2 separate regions of the Sus scrofa genome follow, and region 2 is linked to region 1. A link is a contact called in public Hi-C data. All regions are on one chromosome and are shown on one strand. Each heading gives the region's core, a stretch centred on a gene start, on an enhancer-like site or on the middle of the called end of the contact. The rest is flanking DNA. Distances are from core to core; before and after follow the strand shown. Region 1 overlaps RALGPS1 (ras-specific guanine nucleotide-releasing factor RalGPS1). Region 2 holds the start of LOC102168098 (collagen alpha-1(III) chain-like).

Region 1 (4,139 bases), core at 1,190-3,689:
GACGTGCCCCCCACAGGGGTCATCCCTGCCCATGGCTGCCCAGGCAGCGCAGGGCACCCCTACTCTTCCTGTCCCAGGTGACAATGCCTGCCTTTCCCCAGAGCAGAGCTTCCCTGGACCTTGATTAGGAGTAAGTGGGTGACTGATGAGGGCTGTGCGGGGTCAGGAGAGGGAGGGGCACTAGGTCCCTGGCCTGGCTCCTCGGGTCCCTATTGTGCAAAAAGGGATGTGCCACCACCCAGGCTTCCTGAGCGGAGGGCACCCGTCTGGATGCCCGCAGAGCTGTGGGTGCTGTGGGATGTCCCGGGGAGACCACCTGATCCCTTCAAGCCCTCCCCCGTGAGTATCCCTGGGCCTCCTGTTCTCCTAAGAGCTGCCTCCCCTCCCTAAGGAAAAGTGGCTGCAGGGGGGCTTCCTCCCCTCCCCTGTTTTCTGCAGGCTTGTGTTGGAAGGGAGGAGCCACTGGTTTCAAGAGTAATTACACATCATGGGTGAGGGAGGGAGGCTCCAGCCGGCCTTTTCATGGCAAGTCTGAAACGAACCCACCTGCCAGCCAGAGGATGGATTTTCTCTTGAGAACGTGATCCTCGTGTTCGGAGAAAGGGATATTTTGCATCCATGTTGCTCCTATTGCCTGAACCTTAAAGTCGGTTTCTTGGGGGCTCCTGCGGAGAGAGCCTGGCCCTTGCTCTCCCCTGCCCCAGGGAGGGTGAAAGTGGCGGCGAGGGGTGTTGACACAGATGGCAGCTACCCTTAACGACACACCGTGCCAGCCACCCTGTGAACCCTTCCGCCCTCTGTACCATTGGTGCCGCCGTTCTCCTATTTTACGGGGGGAGAAGCGGGGCTTGGCCAGGTCAAGCAACTCGCCCAGGGCACAAAGTCAGTGATAGGTGAGACCTCAAATCCTGATTTATCTGTTCTCCAAAGGTGCCTGCTCCTTCTGCCTCAGAGACTGCCCCTCAGCTGTCCTGTTCTTAGCGCCAGGCCTGCGGTCGCAGCCTGTGAGCCGCTGAGGGGTGGGGGTGTTGAACCACAGCTGTCCTAAGCTCCCCCACCACCACCGAGGCATAGCCTGAGTGCTGTCAGACTGAAGAAACTGTGCTATGAGTCCCTCTCACTGTTTCCACATGGACGTAAAGACGGCTGGGATTGTTGCATTCACTTAATAATGTTGGTAGTTTACAATAGCTTTTGCCTTTGATATCTCAATCAACAGATATCAAAAAGAGAACTAAATTTTTTTTAAAAAATTGGTTTACATTTATTGAATATTGCAGTTAAAACTCCTTTTTTTTTTTAATACCTAACTTGCTTTTATTTTATTTTTCTGGCCATGTCCGTGGCATGTGCAAGTTCCTAGGCTAGGGATCGAACTCCCACCACAGCAGTGACCTGAGCTGCTACAGTGACAACACCAGGAGGGAACTTCCTTAACTTGTTTTTAGTGTTGAAAAGGAAGATCTCTAATATACATTCAGATGTGTGTGTGTGTGTGTGTGTGTGTGTGTGTGTACATAATAGACACACACACCCTCATATCTGTTCAGAGGTGTCTGTGTGCGCAAATGCTGCCCTGTACTATGTGAACTTGTAACCTTGGGGACAGGGACTAGGGCTTGTGGGACTTTCCTTTTTTTTTTTTTTTTTTGTCTTTTTAGGGCCACACCCGTGGCATATGGAAGTTCCCAGGCTAGGGGTTGAATCAGCTGCTGTCCTACTCCACAGTCACAGCAATGCCAGATCCTTAACCCACTGAACAAGCCCAGGGATTGAACCCACATCCTCATGGGTACTAGTCAGGTTCTTTACTCCTGAGACACAGTGGGATCTCCCAGGGAGTTTCCTTTTTTTGTTTTATACCTGATAATTAAGTTTATGTAATTTTAGCATGTGCATGTATTGCTTTTAAATGAAAAATCCAGGAAGCCCTCCTCGGTTGGGCTTTCTGAGGACAGTGGGCCTTGCTGGTTTCTGCCTCCCCAGCCTCCGCACAGCACGGGAGTCGCAGGGGTGCTGGGTCAGCGCCTGTCACCTGGATGCTGTGGATGGCTGCGGTCTGTGCCAGCCCTGCTTCAGCTCCATAGATGTAGGTGCTTCCCATCGCCAGGGAGGTGCCCCTCCTTTGCTCCAAGTCTGCTCAGTCTCACAAGCTTTCTCTCTTTTTAATCCATCTGCAGACCCTCAGTCTCTAGACCCAGCCCTCTTTCCCAGCACCACTGCTTTCTCTCCCAGACGGGGGCGCAGCCACTGTGGGGGGGCCTCAGTGGTGCCTCCTCAGCTGTCCAGCCCGCCCAGCCCATTATCTGTCCCTCCGTGGGGAGGGGAGATGTTGGATGTTGCCCGTCTGGTGGGGTGGCTTGCAAGGAGTGGGGAAGGCGGTGCGGGTAAGCGCGGTGCTGAGGGATGGCATTTCAGGTCTAGCGTGTGCTCACGTGGCCAGGGTCTGGCCTCAAAAGCCGCCAGAGGCTGCCGCTTGCCAGGAGGAGGGGCCGGTGTGGGGAGGGTCTGGAGGAGGTGGCCATAGCAGCCCCGCCAGCCTGCTCGAGGGGGCCCCTCCTGAGCTCCTGGCAGGTGGTCCAGCTCCAGAGTGATGGTGACCCTGGGGAAAGACAGCAGAACCAAACGGACAAGCCCTGGCTGTGGCGCGCGCACACACATACACACACACACACGTACATTTACTGGCGGGGAGTGAACAATTGGTTGTGGGCAGAAACCCTCTGGTTTCGTTCTGTTTGGATGCAGAAAGGTGGAGCAGCTCTGAGCGAGCCCGTGGAGAGCAGTGAGCCCCTCGTGAGGGCACAGGCTCGGCCCCGTCTTTGGATTTGCCTGAAGACATTTGGAAGACTTGACTCTCTTGTAATTGAACATTCCTGGATGTGTGTATTTTCTTTGAAACAACCTCCATAAGCTTAGGAAAAAGTGGTTTGCCCCAGACTGTCTCCTGTTATTTTCTTGGTTTCCTGAACTTGAAACGTTGAAGGAGAATTCTCGAAGTCTGGAAGGAAACCAACATCACACATGGGACTTTCCTTCCCCTCTTCAGGGGCCCACACATACGAGACTGGAGTCTGTCACACAGCAGCAGGAGACGTGGGATTGTTCTGTGGTTCTGACACAACCGCCACGTTCCTGCAAAGTTACATCATGAGAATCGCCTTTTCTCCTGCAGTGTTTTGGTTTCCAAGGAGGCGTTGGCACGAATGTGTGTGTGTGTGTGTAAGAGGTGAGAGAGGCAGAGGGAGGGTGGAGTGATAGGATTTTGGTGTGGGACAGACCCTTCCCTTTTTGCCAGACGGCCTCCTGTCTGGCAGGGGCCACAGTCGGGCAGGTGTGTGAAAACGTATCCCTGACTCACAGTGTAGTTTCTCTCTCTGAGCCTCAGTTTTCTCATCTGTAAGTATTTTCTTTTTTCTTTTTTCTTTCTTTCTTTTTTTTTTTTTTTTTTTAATAAATACACGTAAGTCCTTAGCCAGAGACTGAAGGATAGATTGTCATGACGGCACTGGGGGTCAGCCTGTGTGTGAGCTACCTGAGGCCGAGGGCTGGCCTGATTCCTCTGCACAGAACAGGCCTTGGGAAAAGGGTTGCCCAGTTTGCTGAATGGATGAGGGAACGATCAGGAGGCCATTTGTTCTCTGGCTGTAGTGTCAGGGCCATCTGTTAAAGCTACCTCCTTGGGAAGCCCTGCCTGGCTTACGAGCAACCGTATTGGTCTAGGGTACGGCCAGGTGAGGGGGGGAGCCCACTCCCTGTCTCCCGGCCTGCTGGCATCCTCCTGTGCCTCTGGCTTCTGCACAAGCTCAGAGTGCCTGCTGCCCACCCTCGCCTTGAAACATTCCCACTTGTCCTTTTAAGACCCAGCTCAACGGCTCTGCTCGGTGATGTCTTTGACGCTATGATCCAGGGTGAATCTGTGATCTGATCTGCCATATGTCCTGTGAGCATCCCATTCCCCTGCTACACTGCTTGACCCTGGAAGGCAGGACTCTGGGTCCCCACAATTGGTCCTCCAGGTCTCAGTGGGTGGATGTTGAGCCAACAAATGAATGGACTGCCGAGCAACAAGGCGGTTGGGCCTCCATCTACCCATTCATAACAGCCCCACACGTAGAAGGCATTCATCCTGGGCTCTT
Region 2 (4,139 bases), core at 451-2,950, 220 kb after region 1:
GGGAACTCACACACGATGCCGTAGCTTCCCGGGACGGGCGCTGTGAAGGCACGGTGCAGGCCGCACGCAACCAGGAGGACGGGGTCGCGGCCCTCTTTATGAGAGCTCGGGGACACGGGTTCTGGGCCCTGCAGTTCAGTGAAAGCCCTCGCTGTCTCATTTAACCGCCGAGGGCAGGAGCAGACCAGCGGTTCTTTCGCTCTGTTTCTCCCTCTTCTCCCAAGAGAAACACCCAGAATGAACAGGTCATGTCTGCGGGGTTCCAGGCTTGTCTGCTGTGGTCCGCATGAGAGAGTAGACGGGGACCATGGCTCCTGGCAGTGTCCCGGCACAGGCTGGCGGTCCAAGGCTGCCTCCAGAGGAGGAACTGACTGCTGAGACCAGGGGCTGCCGAGGTCACAAGAGTACATTGTTACTGAGCCGCCTTCCTCTAAAATTACACAAATCTAAAATGATGCTTTTCTCAAATATTTGTTCTGTTGACCCTAGTTGTATACCACTGGTTCCTTCCTAGCCTTCCTCTTCTTCTCATCCCACAAACACTGGTTTCCCCTCCTGTCTCCGGGCTTCCCTCTTGCACTGAGATTACAACCTGGATTATCTCGTCCGCTCCTGGGGCTCCACAGCCCTGTGCTGACAAGTCCTGCGCACCTGTCCCCAGTCGTCACCTGTTTCCCAAGCGACGCATCCATCTGCCCAGAGGCCACCAGACATCAGTCCCAAACTGAGCTTCTCGTTGGCCCCCCAATCCTGCTCCCTCCTAACTGAAGGGCACCAGCTCCCACTGAGGGTTACCCCAAATCAGCCTCGCGGTCCACACCCCTGCTGGTCTACCCTCTAGACACCTCTGGTTCACATCTCCCCTTCCCAGCCTGCGGTCTTGACCAGAGTGAGCTTTCTAGGGTACAAGTCTCAGCATAATTTGCTCTCCTAGAATCTAAATAAAATAATCTCCTCTCCTAAAGACCTCCGTGTCCTCCCCTCGTTGAACCTCAGGCCCCTCACGCAGCCCTGCAGCCCCAGTCTGGCTCCCAATGTACACACACTCCCCATGCTCAGCTCGTCGCCAGGTTGGCTCTTTGCAGTTTCTGGAGTAGGTCCTGGGCCTGCCGTTTTTGAGGCTTTGCACAAGCTGCTCCTTCCGCCTCTGCCACTGCCTCTGCTGGGACTCCTGCATCAGTCTGGGGGTCACACCCCCCCCAGGGCCCCTCTGACAAGCCTGTGTGCTCAGGTGCACTGCTTACCAGCCCCCTGCCCGGGGAAGCTCCTTAACCTTCCGACCGCACATCCACAGAGTAACGCCGAGATGCCTGGGAGGCAGCGGTACTGTGAAACTTACATCAGATCCTGCGTACTGAGCGTTTTGCACCGTATCTGGCACCTTGTAGGTGCCTGATGAATGTCACCTGTTGCCATTGCCACCATCATTATTGTCGTGGTAGTTACACGATTGGTGTGGTCATGGCTATTATTGTATTTATTTGTTCCTATCAAAGCAGTTATCTGCTTACTTGTCTCTGTCCCCCCTCGACTGTAAACTGCACAGAGACAGAACCCCAGCTGTCTAATTCAGTGTGACTGTGTGGCGTCTGGCCCGGGGTGTTGTTGCAGGAAGGAGGGAGAGCTGCTGTATCATTTCCTCCTCGTGGGGAGGCTGCCAGGCCAGCGCACTGTCCCCGTGTTGAAGATTCAGGCTCAGAAGGGGCCGGGTGACTTGCGCAAGGTCACTCAGCCTGCAGGTGGCAGCGGCCGGTGGGAGCCCAGGCCCGTCTGCCTCTGGGTCCTGTGCTCTCTGCTGTGGCCATTCATCATCCTTACTCCTGTCCACTCCAAAGCCATGGTTCGAAGGCCCTGTGCTCTTTTCTCTTCCAATCAATGAGTGGTCTGTTGGGCAGCATGTTGGTTTCTGGAGAGAAATGTAATGAAAACCAGATTTTTTTCATGATATCTCATTCCCCAGTGACTGTCAGTTCTCATATGTTCCAATAAAACTGCTAAAGAAACAGCCACTTAAAGATTATTCATGGAAAAATTATGCTGAGGAAAAATAGAGCAATCCTCTGAGATAGTCAAGCTGCGTGGTCAGTTTTTCCAGCTGTCCGTGCCATATCAGGCCGGGCAGCGGGGACCACACTCTGTTAAGCCAGGCCAGAGCCCCAGCTCATGAGCACTGCCCCCATCCCTGCCCCTGCCCCGAGACATGGAGAAACACAGCTTGCCAGCTGCCCAGCTCAGAAACCATCCCAGAAGACACGTGTTCCTGACGCTGTCACGTGGTGCCCCCCACCCCCAGGCCTGATGGGGCAGGAACGTGAGGCCTTTCAGTAGCACAGTATCACTTACTGGCAGGGAAGCCACCCCCACCCCTCGGTCCCAGCTGAATGGAAATTCTTCTGCTTCAACGGCAAACCCCGGCTGTTGGTCCACAGAGCAGCATCAGCTTTGACCCTGGGCCCAGGGAGATCCCCGCTTCTGCTGCTTGCAGCCCCTTGAAGGGGCATCTGAGGCCAGGCAGGCCTCCAACACAGCGAGAAGAAGGGGGTGGATCTGGGCCTCCGCCTGGAGGGAGAGTCAAGAGCTGAGCGGAAAGGACCAAGGGTGAGCCCGGAACCAGGGATCCGAGCCAGGACGCGCAACCACATGGAGACAGGTGGGGAGGCAGTGGATCAGGAGTGAGCAGAGGGTGCGGAAGCTCCCGGAAGAGCCTCGGCGCGTCCAGCTCTCATTGCACAAGGGGCGACTGAAGGAACAAGCCCAGCGCCCCACCACCACGTGACTGGAGTGCCTCCGAACATCCTTTTATTTTTATTTTTTAAAAAGCTTTATTGAAGTATAGTTGATTTACCATATTTGAGCGTTCCTTTAACGTGGCTTTGGTAAAAGCATCAGCTGCACAGGAGTCAATGATCTTAGATGTGGAAGTGTTTATACAAGCCTGGTGCACGGTCGGTGCCTAATAGATGTTAGCGTCCTTCACCGTCCCCTCCTCGAGGAGTAGCAGTTGGCCTTTATTCATCACATGTTTCCTGCAGGAAGTGTCTCCTGCTTGTCATGTCAGATCACCTCAGATGGGGCTCCGTGTTCTTCCTTCCTCAGGTCTTCGTTAATGCCTGACCTTTGAACTGTTAGAGCTCCTCCTCCACCCCACGTCCCCCCGACCCCCCGCCACCGCCAGGACAGTGGTGTACCCCTGGGTCCAGGTCCTGTGTGTGATAGAAGCCCTGGCTCCCTTACCTGCAAAACAGGGCTCCGAAGGTCCCCGCCTCCTGGGTGGCAGCCCAGCACCCAGTTCTGGGCACAGAACTTTCAGCTTTCCCCGTTATTCAGGCTGCGACACCACCGGCTCAAGCCACGAGGAGGAGCGAGGCGATTTGACCTTTACAAAATACTTTCTGAACCCAGGGTGGGAGCCAGAGTGACTCAGGCAGTGAGACTGCAATCCTGCGTACATGCGGCTGATAAACAAGGCACACTCTCCCCTCCACATGGATCCATCGATTGAGCAAGACGTGTAAAACCGAAACCAAGCCGATGGCTTCCACGCTTGCCTTGCCCCTCTGCAGCAGCTCCACGAGACATTTCCCCCAGGACAAAACTCGCTCTCATTCCAGCCTTTGGAGCAGAAAGTCTTCACCGACTGCACATCTGAATCCTCTGGAAGGCGCCCCTGTCTCGGTCTCATTTCTCATCCCAAAGAGAGGTTGTCCTCAGACCTGTTCCTCCAACGCCCGGGGAAGGTGCCTCTCCCCAGCCGGGGCCGGGGCAGGGCCGCACACAGAGGTCCGGCATTGGCTCCCCTGTGACCCCATCAGGAGGAGGGGCGATTGCTGGGCAAGGTGGCCCCAGGTGCCCCCTCCATGGATTCACAAGGCCTAGACTTGAACCGGGCTCCATGCCAGCTCCCTGTCCTTGAGGCTTAACCTCCTGAGCTTCTGCTTCTTCCCCATTGGTGAACCAAGGCTGATAACACGGACCTCAGAGGGGCGTCATGGGGGTTACACGTGCGGGCACTGCAGGGCCCGAGGCAGGACACAGATGGCACTCAACTGGGGTGACCAGAGGAGAGTTTCAGAAGGCGGATAAAGAGGAACCCCAGGACGCAGCACAGCACTCCAGGCTAGAGACAGTGGGGCGCTGTA

The links. Hi-C and Micro-C count contacts between places; a contact is called where the count stands out from the background.
Region 2: a Hi-C map of embryonic fibroblasts shows a contact between it and region 1, with 4 times the contacts expected there. The contact joins the promoter of LOC102168098 here to the enhancer-like site in region 1. A contact is called at or near these places in 1 of 5 promoter capture datasets (liver), 12 of 47 Hi-C or Micro-C datasets (embryonic fibroblasts, fetal heart ventricle, heart right ventricle and 5 more) and 1 of 2 datasets of contacts at active chromatin or transcription factors (skeletal muscle).

What each region holds. Positions count from the first base shown.
Region 1 is chr1:267,514,657-267,518,795 of Sscrofa11.1, forward strand. The region is part of intron 1 of RALGPS1 (ras-specific guanine nucleotide-releasing factor RalGPS1); the gene reads left to right. Among named protein-coding and RNA genes, the nearest start is that of RALGPS1, 80 kb to the left of the region's middle. Within about 2 kb of position 2,440, at least 16 of the 83 cell types and tissues checked have an H3K27ac peak or open chromatin away from gene starts, as enhancers often do. A contact at or near this core is called in embryonic fibroblasts, omental adipose tissue and retroperitoneal adipose tissue, where this site is marked.
Region 2 is chr1:267,731,630-267,735,768 of Sscrofa11.1, forward strand. LOC102168098 (collagen alpha-1(III) chain-like) reads right to left here and starts at 1,701. Exons shown (of 2, transcript XM_021069197.1): 1 at 1,512-1,701; 2 at 1-387. The coding sequence starts at 160. All of the region lies in intron 11 of RALGPS1 (ras-specific guanine nucleotide-releasing factor RalGPS1), which reads left to right. LOC110256267 (a long non-coding RNA gene) reads right to left here and starts at 3,632. Exons shown (of 2, transcript XR_002337629.1): 1 at 3,235-3,632; 2 at 1,717-1,906.